Regions from separate parts of the Zea mays genome. Here all the other regions are linked to region 1. A link is a contact called in public Hi-C data. All regions are on one chromosome and are shown on one strand. The core of a region is the stretch at or near the end of the contact, and the rest is flanking DNA. Distances in the headings are between cores, read along the strand shown. Region 1 holds the start of LOC103626181 (MDIS1-interacting receptor like kinase 2). Region 2 overlaps LOC103626186 (a long non-coding RNA gene). Region 3 holds the start of LOC100272919 (60S ribosomal protein L23-like).

What was found. A called contact is a pair of places that touch in the nucleus more often than the background predicts.
Region 2: a contact with region 1 is called in a Hi-C map of bundle sheath, with 2.4 times the contacts expected there. The contact joins the enhancer-like site here to the promoter of LOC103626181 in region 1. A contact is called at or near these places in 2 of 25 Hi-C or Micro-C datasets (bundle sheath and tassel).
Region 3: a contact with region 1 is called in a Hi-C map of tassel, with 2.9 times the contacts expected there. The contact joins the promoter of LOC100272919 here to the promoter of LOC103626181 in region 1. A contact is called at or near these places in 2 of 25 Hi-C or Micro-C datasets (ear and tassel).

Annotation. Positions count from the first base shown.
Region 1 is chr5:31,514,793-31,517,986 of Zm-B73-REFERENCE-NAM-5.0, reverse strand. LOC103626181 (MDIS1-interacting receptor like kinase 2) reads left to right here and starts at 1,862. Exons shown (of 2, transcript XM_008646574.3): 1 at 1,862-3,194. The coding sequence starts at 2,000.
Region 2 is chr5:31,840,803-31,844,335 of Zm-B73-REFERENCE-NAM-5.0, reverse strand. LOC103626186 (a long non-coding RNA gene) reads right to left here. Exons shown (of 2, transcript XR_552754.4): 2 at 2,751-3,314. Among protein-coding and RNA genes, the nearest start is that of LOC103626186, 3.6 kb to the right of the region's middle. Within about 2 kb of position 1,740, at least 8 of the 20 cell types and tissues checked have an H3K27ac peak or open chromatin away from gene starts, as enhancers often do. A contact at or near this core is called in bundle sheath, where this site is marked.
Region 3 is chr5:31,909,471-31,913,008 of Zm-B73-REFERENCE-NAM-5.0, reverse strand. It overlaps LOC100272919 (60S ribosomal protein L23-like), which reads right to left and starts at 1,505. Exons shown (of 4, transcript NM_001147371.1): 1 at 1,471-1,505; 2 at 1,069-1,353. The coding sequence starts at 1,483.

The DNA of each region.
Region 1 (3,194 bases), core at 613-3,112:
GATTTGTTTTGCACCCTCTCTCTCGGACTCGATTATATTTCTAACGCTAACCCGGCTTGTAGTTGTGATTAAGTTTGTAAATTTCAGTTTTGCCCTATTCACCCCCCCTCTAGGCGACTTTCACGGAGGAATTGTAGAGTCCCTCTCAGCCAACTGCTCGAGGGAAGTGGCTGGGCCCTGACTCTTCATAATTCTTAGGGATCCACTATAGTTCCTGTGGTGGTCAGTTATACACCAACAACTATCTCTGAGTTGAGAGGATTACAAAGTTGTGTAATGCAAACGATAGTATCCAAAAACAAAGATGTTATACATTCTAGTGGATGAGGCACATTGAGTGAATAAGATACCACGATGCATCCATGAGTATAATCTCCCATGTTAAGGAACATCTGCTTCAAGTATGCCTTCACCTCAATCTAAAGTTTAGATATTAATTTTAAATTATTTTAGCTCTTAAAGCATATCAAGAGTGTCTTAAATTAGTTCCATATTTAAAAATATAGGGCTCAAATAAAAAAAAGCTCCAACAGTGTCATATTTTACAAAATTTTATCTAAAAAATATAGAGCACACCATGAAGTGACCTAAATATACTACGCCCCAGAGTAGTGCTCTATCCTTGTTTTCTACATTATTTTCTTTCCTAATAACATAATTTACTTCCTAAAATATATGATTTAGAGCTTAATTGTTTGAGCGCAATTTGTTTTTAGTGTCCTAAAAACTTTAAATGATGTAGTATTTTGATTTTTGGGGGCACTATTTTAAGTCACCTTGTTGGAGATGCTCTTATTGCCCTAAACATATGGACCCAAAGAAGTAGCTAAAGTTTAGTTGTTCTCATGAAAAATTTAGACTACATAAATGAGCCAAATTAATCTATTTTTAAAGTTTTAGAAAGTATGGCCACCGTAAAACTATTCTAAATTTGGTTTAAGTCAAACTTAAAATAGTAGAAAAAATAGAGTATGTTTTTTTAGACATGTTGGCTCTCTAAAAAATCTAATCAATTTAGTATAACTATCTAGAGAATTACTTCATTCGTCTCACATTTTTACCAAGTTTGACCGATTCGTCTTATTCAACTTTTTTTGCAAATAAAAAATTAAAAATTAAAACCATACTTAAATTATTTTAAAGTATATTATATGCTAAACGATATCATGATAAAAATTAATAATAATTATAAATATTTTTTAATAAGACGAGATGGTCAAATTTCAACCTATTTATCTTCTTTGTCGCATGACAAGATTGGGAGGCCTCCCAAACCGGCTCCGACTCCGTCTCTTGTAGGAGTCCTCTCAAACGATCTAAAAAAAGATCTCACAACAATGAGCCATGAGGAGACATAGTCATTTTTATAGAGAGAAGACGGAGCAAAAAAATGGCTTTTGTGGCTCCTCACTGCCTTTGTCTCGTGCTAAGAAAAGCACTAGCTTCTATAGCGAAGCTCCTCTTTAAGAGAAGCTAGAGCCAAAGTTATTTTTGAAGGAGTCGGAGCCGTGTCAAATAGGCCCATAATTTCCCGCGACAAGTGGATTTTAGGACATCAAAATCTTTCATGTCAATAGAGCCAAATTGGTTTCCATGCAATCTCGTTTCTTATTGTCATTTGTAACAAACTATTAATCTTTTATAATAGTATACTCATTTTTCTAGATAAATATTCGATCTAAAACATTCTTTTGAGCGTTTTTATAAAAAAATTGGAACATTTTTAATCGGGATTATTAGAACCGGCGTCGTGTGAACCAAATCCAAGTGCGGAAGTGCGCCGCTGCCCCTTTTCCTGTTCACTCCGCTTCCCAGCCGTGTGCTCGCATCCCAAGTCAACCCACGGCATTGACCGCGACCCAGCTGCGCGCGCCGCGAGCCCGCGACCTCAAAGAGTCAAGACCACTGACCAGTGACCACCACGCGCTCACCGCCAGCCCGCACGGCCGCCCCTGCCCGCACGAACGGGCACGCAGCGCTCCGCTCTGACACCCTGCCAATGCCGACGCCGCCATCCGCCCCCGCCCGCTTCCTCCTCGCGTCCCTACTCTTCGCCATCCTTGCCCTCGCTGCCGTCTCTGCCAATGCTGCGGCGCCACCATCGCCGGCTGAGGCCCTGCTGGCGTGGAAATCGAGCCTGGGCGACCCGGCGATGCTATCCACGTGGACGAACGCCACCCAGGTATCCATCTGCACCACCTGGCGTGGGGTCGCCTGCGACGCTGCCGGCCGCGTTGTGTCGCTCCGTCTGCGCGGGCTCGGCCTCACCGGCGGCCTGGATGCGCTCGACCCGGCCGCGTTCCCGAGCCTCACTTCCCTCGACCTCAAGGACAACAACCTGGCCGGCGCCATCCCTCCGTCGCTCTCGCAACTGCGCACTCTGGCCACGCTCGACCTGGGCAGCAACGGGCTCAACGGCACCATCCCGCCGCAGCTCGGCGACCTCTCGGGCCTCGTCGAACTCCGGCTCTTCAACAACAACCTGGCCGGCGCAATCCCGAACCAGCTGAGTAAACTGCCAAAGATCGTCCAGATGGACCTGGGGTCCAACTACCTGACTAGCGTCCCGTTCTCACCGATGCCCACGGTGGAGTTCCTCTCGCTCTCTGTCAACTACATCAACGGCAGCTTCCCGGAGTTCGTGCTCAGGAGCGGGAACGTCACCTACCTCGACCTATCGCAGAACGGCTTCTCCGGTCCAATCCCGGACGCGCTTCCGGAGCGGCTGCCGAACCTGCGGTGGCTCAACCTGTCAGCCAACGCGTTCTCCGGCCGGATCCCAGCGTCGCTCGCGAGGCTGACGAGGCTCAGAGACCTGCACCTTGGCGGCAACAACCTTACTGGCGGCGTTCCCGACTTCCTCGGGTCCATGTCGCAGCTGAGGGTCCTTGAGCTCGGCAGCAACCCACTCGGCGGGGCGCTCCCGCCGGTTCTTGGCCAGCTCAAGATGCTGCAACAACTCGACGTGAAGAACGCCAGTCTGGTCTCCACTCTGCCGCCGGAGCTCGGCGGTCTGAGCAACCTCGACTTCCTCGATCTCTCAATTAACCAGCTCTATGGGAGCTTGCCGGCGTCATTCGCTGGGATGCAGAGGATGCGGGAGTTCGGCATATCGTCCAACAACCTCACCGGCGAGATCCCAGGACAGCTGTTCATGAGCTGGCCGGAGCTCATATCGTTCCAAGTGCAGACCA
Region 2 (3,533 bases), core at 491-2,990, 330 kb before region 1:
AATTCTTCACAAATCGTCGATAATATCCAGTAAGACCTAGAAACCCTCTCAACTCAAAAACAGATGAAGGAGTAGGCCACTTTTGCATTGCTTCAGTCTTGGAAGGGTCTGCAGCTACTCCTTGCTGTGAAATGATATGTCCCAAATATGATAACTCGGTTTTGCCAAAAGCACACTTTGATCTCTTCAGAAAAAATTTGTGCTCCCTGAGTATATCAAACACCAGCCTCAAGTGGTGTAAGTGCTCAGCCCAAGAACCACTATACACTAAAATGTCATCCAGGAATACCATTACGAATTTTCTGAGAAAAGGAGCTAGAATGAAATTCATAGCGCACTGGAAAGTAGCTGGGGCGTTGGTAAGACCAAAGGGCATGACCCCAAACTGGTAATGACCCTGGTGAGTTTTGAAAGCTGTTTTGTATTCCTCAGATTCCTGCATTCGAATCTGATGGTAGCCTGCAGTGAAATCTAGACTGGTAAAATATTGTGTACCCGCTAGTTCTTCCAAAATTTCTTCCACTAGGGGCATCGGAAATCTGTTCTTGATAGTGAGATCATTTAACTTCCTATAGTCCACACAAAAACGCCAGGGTCCATCTTTTTTTTAACTAGAAGGACTGGTGAAGCAAAAGGACTGGTGCTAGGGGTGATCAAACCAGCCTGCAGTAGTGTAGTGACCTGCCTTTCTATCTCATCTTTGTGAAAGGGGGAGTACCTGTAAGGCTTAGAGTTTACAGGCACTGATCCAGGCATTAGTGGTATGCAGTGATCAAACTGTCTCATGGGTGGCAACTGGGTGGGGACAGTAAACAGGTCATCAAACTCCTGTAGCAACAACTGAATATCAGCTTTATTAGTCTGAATACCAGAATCAGATGTAGACTCCACTAGGACCATGGCCCAAATGTCATTTCCTGTCACCCATTTTTGCACTTGTAGTGCTGATACTTCCTGAATTGCTGAAACCTGATGCACATCATCACCATATAAAGTGACAGATTTCCCTGCATTCTGAAATTTCAGCACTTTGTGTACCCAATCACATTCCATAGGAAATCAGTCATTTAGTTGGGAGGTCTCGGTCATTGATGCCCTAGAGTATATATGTGGGAGCCTTGCCACCCTCGAGCCATATATGTGCCACCTCAAAGTCACCGGAGTAAAGTCGTGAGGGAGGGACCGAGGGAGAGAGAGAACACAGAGAAGATGACCGCCACCGTGGAATCTCGCCTATGGGGCCATTCAAAACAGGTGGGGTGGTTTGGGAGCATCGCTGGGTTGTGAGGATCGTGCAAAAGGGTTTCCAGGATATGGGAGGTCGACAGCGCGTGGTGATTTCTCACCGGAGTACAGAAGTTATAGCGGATCCGCCGTGCCCCAACTGACGGTGAGAAGACACATCTGCCTATAGCACTCATTTGCGCATAAGACACATCTGCCTATAGCAAGGAATTTCTCACTGGAACTGGGTCGTCGCCACGGTTCTGCACCGAGCAGTGGGCTGTGTTGTCATCGCCTTAAACGTCAGTGAGAAGTCCCTACTCTTTTCGCGCGAGGCCTACTTCATATAGCTTCATACGAGGGTGATTAGTTCACCAGGGAATGGTTGGACGTCGAGCCGGTGAAAGCGCTGCCACAGAAAGCATGGGAGCCAGCTCGGTTGTGGACGGGGGAGGAAGAAGATCCAGGTGCCGTCCAATTTGGATTGAATGGATAATATTAGATCATGACGAATTCAATCTGGGCCATCGGGATTGAAGCGAACGCATAGGATTAAGCCGAAGTTCGTGGATTAAACTAGTGTCGCTGATCTAAGATTGAACTTTTGATAAAGAGCCCCTACCTTTTTGCATAATCAACCTGCCATCCTCAGGCCATGGAGAATCCTTACACCTAGGTCCTTGGGACTTTGCAGAAATACCCTTAAAGCTAATCCTTGATATAAAAATAATATTAAACTAGATATATATGCCCATGCGTTGCCACGAAAGTTAAAAATTAGTGTAAAATATAGATAAAGGATAACAAACATCACTATGATAAATATGTAACTTAGAAACTGTAAAAGTTGGTGCTTTATTCTGAACAAATTTTGAAGAAACAAATTAAAAAAATTAAAATATAGATCCATTATTCCAAATTTTAAATGGTGGCGGTAGCACTGGAACACCTCATTGCACAAGCTCCACTATACTTCAAATGTGTCCTATTAGTATGCAGGGCATACTGCAATTCTAATAGATTGAAATAGAAAACTTTTCATTCCACGTGACATCCACTCCAACACTTTTCTTTATCGCTAATCACAAATGATTCTGTAAAGGATGGTCATAATCTACAAACTCTATCCATCCGTTTAAATCTGATTCATATAATATGTTTTTCCAAAAAATATGAAACTTCTTATGGGCAAACAACAAATTAAATAGAACCTACTTAAACATATTAACTGAAAACTAAGGTTGCTAATAAAGAGGAGGGAAGAAACAAAATCTATGTGAACCTATACACAGGTCGTTTCCGTCCTTCACAAAGAAAACCTGAAATGTTTCAGCTCCAAAAACAACGCCACAACCCCTTTTGGAATCAGCGACCATGCACACAACCTACTCCTTCAGGTCTTGTTCGTTTATGCCGGATTGGTGGGTCGGAACGATTCCTAATCGGATTGCTTCTCTAATTTATATAAACTTTGATTAGCCGGAACGATTTCGGGTGCAATCCGACGTAAACGAACAAGGCCTCACTTGAACCCAAGTTATTCATGTTGTAGGCCAAATTTCCAATGAGTGACAAGTTTGGTAAAAGGCTATAGCTACAAAGAAAGGGAAATACAGTGAGAGGGAGTTAGAAGTGAAGCTGTGTTAGCAGGTTCCTGCAACTATACTGCATCATGAGGCTCACATATCTCAAATACCACGACACAATCATCTAATAGTGCATCAAGGACTAAATATCAGAGTTGTCAAAAACTGAATCGCAAATGGCTGTGTTAAGAGCAACAATTAAATCAGCATTGCAGCAGGCGCAGAGTGGATGTACACTTGAACCGGATGTCGACATCGTTCTTGGTGAGCTCGGTGGCGTTGATCTACTCCATGGAAATGTTGGCGAGGTCCTTGATGCTGTCATCCATGAACAACCACATGTGCTCCTTCTCCAGCTTCACCTTCTCTTGCGGGTTTAGTCCGATCGGGTACTTTTACTTGAGAGCCTAGTTCCCTCTCTCCTGTGCCTCGACCCTCGGCTTTAGCCGCTCCACTGGGACCTCCTGTCTCGCTAGCAGGGACGATGGTATAAAGGACCTCGTCCTATAAGAAATATTAGTGATATTTATATTTTTAAATAAATTTATTGAAAATAGATCCAAAGATATATTGAATAATACTAATTATGTATTGTATATTTAATCAAAGTTGAATGTTTGGAAGATAAAATTTTAGTGCTGCAAATACGAATTGCATTCAAATAGGTGTAATATAATAACTTCTCGTGGTTAACGTTGAGGATTTACATGCCACATCATTCAG
Region 3 (3,538 bases), core at 256-2,755, 400 kb before region 1:
GCAAAGAAATCCTCAACACCAAAGAAGCTCCTTTTATGACGTTTTCTTAAGAATATGCTAAGATGGCAAGTTTGCTCCATATAAAGCTAAAGAACCTAAGAGTCCTGTCAGTTACTATACATATACTATGACATGAAAGCAAAGAGAATGTGATGGCAACTAGATGCTAGAAGAAAAGGAATGGAACAAGGGGAGCATGACAGATATGTGAGGCTACATGGCAAACTAAAAAAACTCAGCCAGAGAGGAAATGACCGTCCTCCCGGTATAATATTAAGAAGAGACCGAAACAATGGTCCGAGCCGAGAAAATCCCCGAACCCTGGCCTCCCATCACTAACGGACCGACATCAACCGGCCACTCTACAATGGGCCAGCCGGAGGGTAGAGCACAGGACATCTAACCTGAGAGCGGATGAGGCAGAACGAGGGATTCTTTTTTAACCAAGCCCGAAAATTCGCCCGCGAGGGGAATCGAGCCCGAGACTTGGGGTGCTACTCAGAAGCCTTGTAAATATGGTATTTGTGGAAAAAATATTAACTGATTGTTCCCCTTGTAAGTTACTTGATTAATGTGCAAGGGGAAAAATCGGTCCTAAAATTTGGCAAAGATAATTGTTAACAGCTAGCAAAGAAAAAGAATACAGCCCCATGTCATAAGCCCTAAAGTTCACCCTGTAAGTTGGGAATCGCCTATAGTTAAATATTTTGAAAGTTAAAATGCTTAGCAAGCTAGCTTGAAAGACTAGTATTGGCAAATAATGTGTTGTCGCGAACATGTTTACAACACAGTGATTGAATCTATGTAGCAACTAACTGACTTTCACTGCTGTTACTGATGGAAAACTGGGATAGAAGATGAGATTTGCATAAATACGTTCTAAATAGGATTAAGGCAGAGATTCAAACACATGGTCAGCGTCGGACAACGCAATACGCTACAAGCAACAGCAACACTACAAGCTAGATGACAAAACAGACGCATAGCGTCAAGCAATACACCAAAACGGACTGGGTTGTGTACATCGAGGTCCGGCGTTGTAGTACTAGGGAAAGTGGCGACAGTTACCTTCGAAGTACATGTAGACTCCGTCCTTGCGGCGCCACAGCTTGCGCTGGCGGACGATGACGGCGGGCATGACCTTCTTCCTGAGGTCGGGCTTACCCTTCTTGACGGTGGCCATGACCATGTCGCCGACGCAGGCGGACGGCAGGCGGTTGAGCCTACCCTTGATGCCCTTGACGGAGATGATGTAGAGGTTCTTGGCGCCTGTATTGTCCGCGCAGTTCACGGTCGCTGCGACGGGGAGACCCAGCGACATGCGGAACTTGTTCCCCGCCGTCCCTCCCCTCCCTGCGGCAGTTCATCCATTTCGACGCAGAAGCGGGCTGAGTTCGCCGGTAAGCGAGGGAAGGAACAGAAAAACGAGTCGGATCGTCCGAAGCGAATGGGGGACCGGAGCGTACGTACCGCGCTTCGACATGGCGGCGGCGCGAGGAGAAGAGGCCGGCTAGGGTTTGCGCTGGCTCGATGAATCTGTTCCTTCTAAGAAGAGAGAAGTGTTGTAGTTGGGCCTGGATTTGGAAAGAGGGCCGTGAAAGCGACAATGTGAGGCCCATCATGTTAATTTCCAGACTGGCCAACCATGTGACGGAGAGCCGGAGCGGGTTCGTGCGCGCACATGATCTTCCTAAACGGACAGAGAAAAATTAGCAATCAATGATCTAGATTATATCGTCACTAACTCTACGTACGTCTTAACTGTTACCATAAATTTTAGATTAGCCTAGTTTATTTCTTTTCTTAGGTATCTTAAATCCTTTCACAACTAAAAAGGCTAGCTTAATTATGGAAGAAGAGGTGTATCCTTAAGTAGTGTTTGCTTGGTTCTAGCTTAAATTCTTCCACACTAGTGGTGCGTCTGACTGACCGATCGACGACGTCTCCCAGGGGCCAAGTCCGACCCCCATCGGAGCTTATAAAGCGCAGCATATGGGAGGTTTTGTTTTGCACAAGATCGATCACAGCTAGCTAGCTGCAGCACAGAGAGAGATAAATAGATAGATATAGCTCGATCGGAGCAACTGGTGTGTGAGGCGATCATGGCGTTTCTACTCGGCCTGCTGTACACCGGCGGCAGCAGCCGGTCGGCTGCGGCGGTGAGGCAGCTGATGCTATCGAGGTTGAGGTGCTCCTGGAGAAGACGCGCGGCGCGGCCCAGGCGAAGCGCGGTCCGGTTCGGGTATGACCTGCATAGCTACTCGCAGAACTTTACGACGGTCACGGCCGGCTTGTGCGTAGCTCCTACGGCTTTAGGGCTGACTGATTGGGTGAACAGAGATCATGGGAGGATGGGAGAGATTCATTTCCCCCTTAATCCTCCTTCTTCAGTGTACGTAGCTAACTGCAGCCAAGACTCTCTCTCAAAAAAAAAAAAAAGACCAAGATATAGTGTGGCGGTGTGGCTTAATTAGTGCTTCTTAGTTTACGGTGATTAATTATTTGCTCTCTAGCTAGCTAGCTGGTTCATCATCCAGTTATTTATTGTATAAAGAAAGTATACCTTAGCTCGTCTGCGCAGATTAGATGCACAGGAAAGCAATTCTATGTCTGCCATAGATCGACCAACAATAAGCAGAGACTGTGATTTGGTTAGCCCTCAGCCGTTGAAACGGATGGGTTTTGTTGGCAGCTGTTCACTGTTCTGATCCGCTCTGCGGTTGCCTTAAAACGACCGCCTCCGTTAATACTAATTAACCGAGACAGCCTCCGCTACAGTGTCTCCCTCGGTTAACGCATTATAGGAGGCGCTCGTTAATCATCGATTAACGGAGGTGGTTGCAATCACCTCCTTTTGTCCGCTTTTATTAAAATTTCTGTACTAGTGAAGGTTGTTACTTATCAAGATATATAGGTCATTAGTTTTGATAAATTTGTACATTTTGAACAAAATATATGATATATCTATAATAACAGGGATATCAATAAGATTGTAGGTACTTTATTTCCTAAAAAGTTACAATGAAACATATTTTATTGATAGAGTAAGGTTGTCCGCAACAGATCGTGAAAAATAGGGTATTTGCACTATAGATTACAATGTTTCTGAATACCGTGTTTTCTCATTGGTTTTCAAATTGTTCGGGAACCGATTAAAAACGTACGGTAGCTAGTTTTCGTATTTTTCGTTTCCGAGCCGTAATGATACCATTTTTTTTATCGTTTTTATATAATATAAGATACATCTAGTGTATAACTTATGCAAATTATAGATTTTTGTTGTATTCAAGTGAATTAATAAGAGAAAAAACAAAATATAATTACTCTACATAATATGAATGATCAAGAAAAGTTGTTTGTGTATTTTAATATCTTAAAAAATAGGCAATATGCCATTTATTATGTATATATGGAAACTACAAAATATTTATCTTTTTTTATTAGAGTTTATCGTTTTCGATCGTTTTCGAATAACCGATAATTCCGATCATGTATTCTGACAGTTGGTTCTCCATTTTCGTCCTGTTAAAAAATATAA